2 separate regions of the Sus scrofa genome follow, and region 1 is linked to region 2. Evidence: chromatin contacts called from public Hi-C data. All regions are on one chromosome and are shown on one strand. Each heading gives the region's core, a stretch centred on a gene start, on an enhancer-like site or on the middle of the called end of the contact. The rest is flanking DNA. Distances are from core to core; before and after follow the strand shown. Region 1 holds the start of RAD23B (UV excision repair protein RAD23 homolog B). Region 2 holds the start of ZNF462 (zinc finger protein 462).

Region 1 (2,941 bases), core at 244-2,743, 420 kb before region 2:
TTAATCTAGAGCTGAGTTCGAACCTGGATTTGAAGGGCTCTAATACAACTATCTTCACCACCAAAGAGGCCTCAAAGTGCAATCTACATGTGGGTGTGGGTTCGATGGCGGGAGACCTGCAGCGAAACGACTCAAAATATATGCAAATAAAAGCGCCCCCAATTCTGCGGGGAAGGGGGCAAAGAATGCATTTTCACCACTCACCTCTCGCTCTGCGGCAAACGGAACCTGACACTTTTTTTTTAAGGTTAATTATCGCCGGTCTGCACCTCCTAGACCTTAGCGCCTAACCAGATCCACGCAGAAATAGTGGCGACACCTAAATCTCCCTCCCCCACCTGTGCATCCACACCAGGGAGCTCGGCTAGACCGCTGAAGCAGCCCTAAGCTTCCCTCCCCCTCAAGCCCCTCTGCCGGGAGGGCCCAGGCCCAAGCCTCCGGTGCCCTGCAGGCATGTGCTCCACGCCGCCAGGGCTTCAGTTTCGGCCACTGCTTCCCCTTACTCCTGACACAAAGCCCAGAGCCAACTCCCAAGGTCCGGTCGGCCACACGCCGCAGGGCCCCGGGGCCCTGCCCGCGCCCGGGCCCGCAGGCCTCAGCCAGCGTCGGGGGCCCGAACCCCCGTTCACCGCGCCCTCTCGAGTACACCGGGGACCCTCCCAGCTCGGGCGCGCCGCCGGGCCCCGCTCTGATATAGGCCGGGACCCCACGAAAGGCCTCGCAGCGCCGACCTCCGCCTAGGCCTGGCTGGCCACTCGCGCAGCTGCCGCGTCCCGGGCCCCGCGCTCCCCGCTGCTCTCACCGTCTCCTCGGGGTCGATGTCGATCTTGAAGGTCTGCTGCTGGAGGGTCTTCAGGGTGATCTGCATGGTGCCGCCGCGCAGCTCCGCTGCCGGGCCTGCTCCGGGTGCTGGCCGCTGGGCGGGGTCTGTGGCCTGGCGGGGCCCTGGGGTCGCCCGCGCTCCTCGCGCACTCGGGAGGAAGGCGGTGGGGGTGGGGGCTTGTCACATTCGCCCTGCAGAGCGGCCTCTCCCCCAGCCCTGGTCCTGGGCCGCGCCGCTGCCTCCGCGACTGCGGCTTTCCTCGCGAGCTCGGGCTGCAGTGCTTCTTCACACGCCTGGCGCCAGCCTCAAGGTCTACAGGAGGTTCAAGGGGCTATGCGAAACCAGCAGAGAACCCGCTAGCTCACCACAGACTGGTGGCCGCCATCATCGTGACTCGCCGAGACGCGCCCCCTCCCCCACCCGAAAAACCTGGGGGATGGGGCCGCACTGTCGGAGCGCGCAGGCGTAGGGTGCGGCGAGCCTGTGCGCAGGCGCAGCCGAGAACTCCGCCCCGGAATTGGGGCGGGGCGGATTACGGCTCTGGAATGTCGGCGTCCTGGATCGCGCGTGCGCAGGCGTAGTCAGTGGGGCGCCTCGGGGGCTCTCGGGGCTTCCCTGTCGCGTCGGCTGCCGGGGGCGTTCTCCCGCCCTCCGCCGCTCCGCCTACGTCCAGACTCCGCCCGGTAGCTTGAGTTGGGCAATCTGTAGCCGAGGAAGCGCTACGTGGAGACCGGACTAAGTGGATGCAGAGCCCTGGAGCTGGGCAACTAGAGGGCGGTAGGTCAGGGCGGGGTTTAAATGAAACAGCCACAGTAGTGAGCCGGCGTTTACTGGGCGCTTGCTGTGTGGCCACTGATTCTATTATCCTGAGAGCGCTGACTTCAGCACCAGACTGCCTTGATGGACCTTGGGGCTAAATACAAGGTCAAATTATATCACTTCCCTGGGCAGAACTGTCCAGTGGGTACTCATCGCACCCAAAGTAAAAGTTCTTAGGACTGGATACACAGCCACTTCCTCGCATATATCCTGACTCTCATGGCAGATGCACTCAGCTGAGGGCCTGCCTTTTCGCTCGCTGTTTCCGTCCCTAAGTCTTCTTTCCCCAGGTACCTGGGTGGCTCACTGTCTCTCCCTTCTCGGGGAGGTCTGCTGTGGATACTCAACGTAAACCGCAATTTCCCTAACCACATTACCCTGCTGTGTGTTTTGTTTTGTTTTGTTTTTTTTCTATAGCATTTATCTTCTAATTACCATAAATGTAATATTTATTAGATTTATTATCTTTCTCTCTTCTGTAAACACAGACAAGCTGCACAAGGGCAAGGGTATTGTTATATTGCCTGATGTACCCCCAGCACGAAGAAACATGCCTGGCATGTAATGTAGGCACACAGTAAATATGTGTGGAATGGGTAAATATGCTTTCTGTTTCTCATCAGTAAGCTGAGAGTAATAACAGCACTCAGTTTCATTGATTATTGGAGAAGAGGTGTTGAACAATGTATACAGTAAAAATCTTAGTGGCAGGAACATAGTAAGCAGTTCATAAAGAGATAGCTATTTGTAGTATGCCCATTTACAGATAAGAAAACTTAAGTGTAGTACCCGGAATCACCCACCTGGTGAGTGGCGGGTCCAGAATTTGAACCCAAGCCGAATGACTCCAGACCCTGGGCTCCTAAGTGCCTGGCTGTTCTGCCTCTTAATAAAGTGCCATCTTGCATATTTGACTTAAAGTAGTTCAAGTGTAAAGTTACAATTAAGTCACTAGCTGTGTGACTAATTGCAAAGGACCTCTCTGGAGCAGCATCTTCACTGATACAATGTCATTGATTGGTTTTCTGTAGATTGTAAGAGCTCAGGTATAATTCTTCCATGGAACTTTGCCTGATCAACTTCCCTCTCCTTCAGCTGTCCCACTGCCCCCTTCACAACACGTATCTCCCTGTGTTATAATTCCATATCTAAACCTTGGCTTTCCGTCTTCCTGTATATCTACTGTTAATCACCAGGTGATCTCATCACGTCCTTTGTTTTGAAATACTTCCAGCCTGGACCTTTAGCTATAGATAGAATTAGCCAATTGCCTACGTAATATCTTTACTTGAAATATAA
Region 2 (2,963 bases), core at 419-2,918:
GGAGATTCTGGGCAAGATTGTCCCCTAATGCTCACCACCTCCCCCGACCCCCAACCACAGTTCAGGAAGATACCTCCAAAAACCCACACAATAAAGGGGAGGAGGAGACGCACGAGGAGTTGGTTCCCACCAGATAGCGGGGTTTTATAAACAGATCTGAATTCTCATTTTCCAAGCGTTTCCTAATCGTTTATTCCAGGGTAGAATCTCTCACCCAGAGGCACGATTTCACCCTCTTCCAGTCAACACTTCCTGCCCTTTTCTCCTCCCACTCACATTGAAAAGCTTGGGAGCCCTAAAAGGGTGTTGATGGCGGGGGTGATAAATAAATAAATAAATGACACTCTACGCGTGCGGTGGAGAAGAAAGGAGGGGGAGGGAGAGGAGAGGCGAGGAGTGCGAAGAGAAAAAGTAAGGAGAGGAGACCAAGGAGGAGAAAGCTCATAGGCAAAAGGGAAACGGGAGTCAAAGAACGGAGAGCAGAAGAAAGGAGAGAGGAAGACGGTGAGGTTGTTCAGGACTGAAATGACCCTGGCTTTGTACAGACTTGGGAGGACTCCGGCTTCCAGGTGCCTGGAGGGACCTGGGGAAGCCCTTCTGCCCCGAGCTCCTCCCCCGGGACCCCAGGGGTGTCTGAGCACCGGTCGCGGCTCCCCCATAAATTCCTCGTGGCAACCAGAAGAAGCGCGCTCGGTCTCCGCCGTCCCTTCAGTGCCCCAGCTGATAATTTACCTCTTTGTCTTTAATAAATAGCTGACTTTTTCTGTCAAGCTCTGCACCGGGAAAATAACAATCGTATTTCAGGTTGAAAGCTCCTATTACTGCTGGGTTTGGGAGGTTGTGATAAAAATCTTCATCGACGTGAAGGTGCCTTCAGGGTTGGCTCGGGTCGGAAGTCCTAAGATGGGGGCCGCCCTTCCCCGGGGGCGGGGGCGGGGGGCAGGGACACAGGGAACCCGGCGGTGCAGAGGGAGGAGGAAGAGACGAGGTCAGAGGAAACTCAAGGCTCCTGGGGCACCAAAGGGCTTCCCGCAGTCGGGGAATGAGCCCTGGGGAGGAGCCTTTCGCGAGAACGTGAGCGCGCCCCAACACGCCTCAGACCTCATAAACCCACTTGGCAAAGACCGGGCGAGCGGCTGGCTGACCGACTGCGGTGAACTCGAGAAATTAACCTGCGCAGCAATTAAACGGGCTGCCGCCCTTTCAGACTCACCTCGAGCGACCGAGATGGAGAGCTCCCGAACCGGCCGCGGGGGGACCTGGCTCCTCCCTCCCGTCCCAGGAGAAGAGGACAAAAAGGGGAGATGGACTTGGAGATGGCCCCGCCCTTCAAACGCTCCAATCCTTGGAAACTAAACCTCCTCTCCAAGCCTCCACGTCTAGAAGGGACAAAGGCAGCGAGGAGATCCGGAGACCGATGGGGAGATAGATGGCTTTCGGGCTTCTCAAGTGGGTGTTTGGGGCAGAAGGTATAATGGCTAAGTTTCCATTCCAAACACAGGATCGTCTGCAGAAGACCATCTTATGATTTAGAAGCAGAGCGACTTCCCAAAGCCGTGAAGCAAAACTACTGCAAAACTCCCGCATAGCCCTGCCTTTTGAGTGGGGGGAAAGCTAAGATTTCCATTAATGATGCCAGACACAAATTTTTCGATTTTTTTGGAGTCACAAGTGCTTTAACTGCCCCTCTAAAATAATTGAAAGTAATTAAACATGGTAGGGGAGTGGACTTTTTGTTTGCTTGTTTTTATGGGGGATAAGTTTTCTTTCAAATGATAGGAAAGCATTTTGATAAATAAAAGCTGGGTCCGTCAAGGAAAGGTTTTAGGGAAAACCTTGACAAACTTGGCCCATAAGTAACTGTAATTATGCTTTGCCATTAGCGGACCATTAAGATAAGCAGGAGAAAGTTCACACCTCCTGCTAGTTAATTCCCTAAGAATATGCGAAAGATAATACAAGCCTAGTTGATGGGTTATCTTCTCCACCAGGAGGGTTAATTTCTAAATTTTTTAATTAAAATGGAAAAGCTTAGGTTTTGTACACAGGCAACAATGTGAGGGAAGTCTCATAGGGACAGGTTGACTCCCGTGAAATGTGCCTTTTGTTACTATACCCTATGCCATTATCCCCTGGAGTCATATGGGATTTCAAGACTTTATTAATGTTCCAGGAAATATGAATATGTGGGAAGTCTAGACTTTCTTCTCCCTTATCATGGTGACTGGCATACAGACTCCTCATAAAAGGAAATTATGGCTCATCAAAAGAGTGACTTTATGAGCATTAATAGAATAATAAATCTTGCAATTTTAGTTCAAGAAACAGTGGAGTCCTACAATCAGAGTGACCCATGCAAATATGATCCTCTTACTTGCCCAACTCTAGCAGGATAGGGATAGTCTATAAATCATTTTGGTTTTTAAAGGTTGGGATATAGCGCAGGGAACTACAGTCAATATCCTATGATACCATAATGGAAAAGAATATTTTTTAAAAAGAATATGTGTGTATACGTATATAACTGAATCACTGCTGTGTAGCAGAAATTAACGCAATATTCTAAATCAACTATACTTCAATAAAAAATTAATAAATTTTTTAAAAGATTAGAAAAGGAAAGCACCCAAACCTCTCAAAGAAAAGTGTTTATGGGAGAAAAGAGGACTTCTATCCCCTGCAGGAAGGAATTATGAAAAGACAGAAGAGTTGGTCCAGAGGCTACATTAAAAAGATAGAATTTCAACTGAAACAAGCGTGAATAGATGTTTTAATGTCATTGTTAGGTTATAGCATATAAAAAAGGAAAAGTCCTACTTCCTGAAAACTATGTTAAAAATATTCTAGTTTATAACCCCACTTTCTAAATTCCAGCTGGAAAACTGTTCAAGCTGATGATTTTAGCAAAACAAAGAGTAGATGAAAAGAGTGTATGGCTTTTTCAGAAGTCTTAATTATCCCAT

The links. Hi-C and Micro-C count contacts between places; a contact is called where the count stands out from the background.
Region 1: a Hi-C map of epiblast stem cells shows a contact between it and region 2, with 3 times the contacts expected there. The contact joins the promoter of RAD23B here to the promoter of ZNF462 in region 2. A contact is called at or near these places in 2 of 47 Hi-C or Micro-C datasets (epiblast stem cells and heart right ventricle) and 1 of 2 datasets of contacts at active chromatin or transcription factors (skeletal muscle).

Annotation. Positions count from the first base shown.
Region 1 is chr1:248,446,543-248,449,483 of Sscrofa11.1, reverse strand. RAD23B (UV excision repair protein RAD23 homolog B) reads right to left here and starts at 1,493. Exons shown (of 10, transcript XM_001927866.6): 1 at 803-1,493. The coding sequence starts at 868.
Region 2 is chr1:248,027,841-248,030,803 of Sscrofa11.1, reverse strand. It overlaps ZNF462 (zinc finger protein 462), which reads right to left and starts at 1,668. Exons shown (of 13, transcript XM_013993738.2): 1 at 1,214-1,668.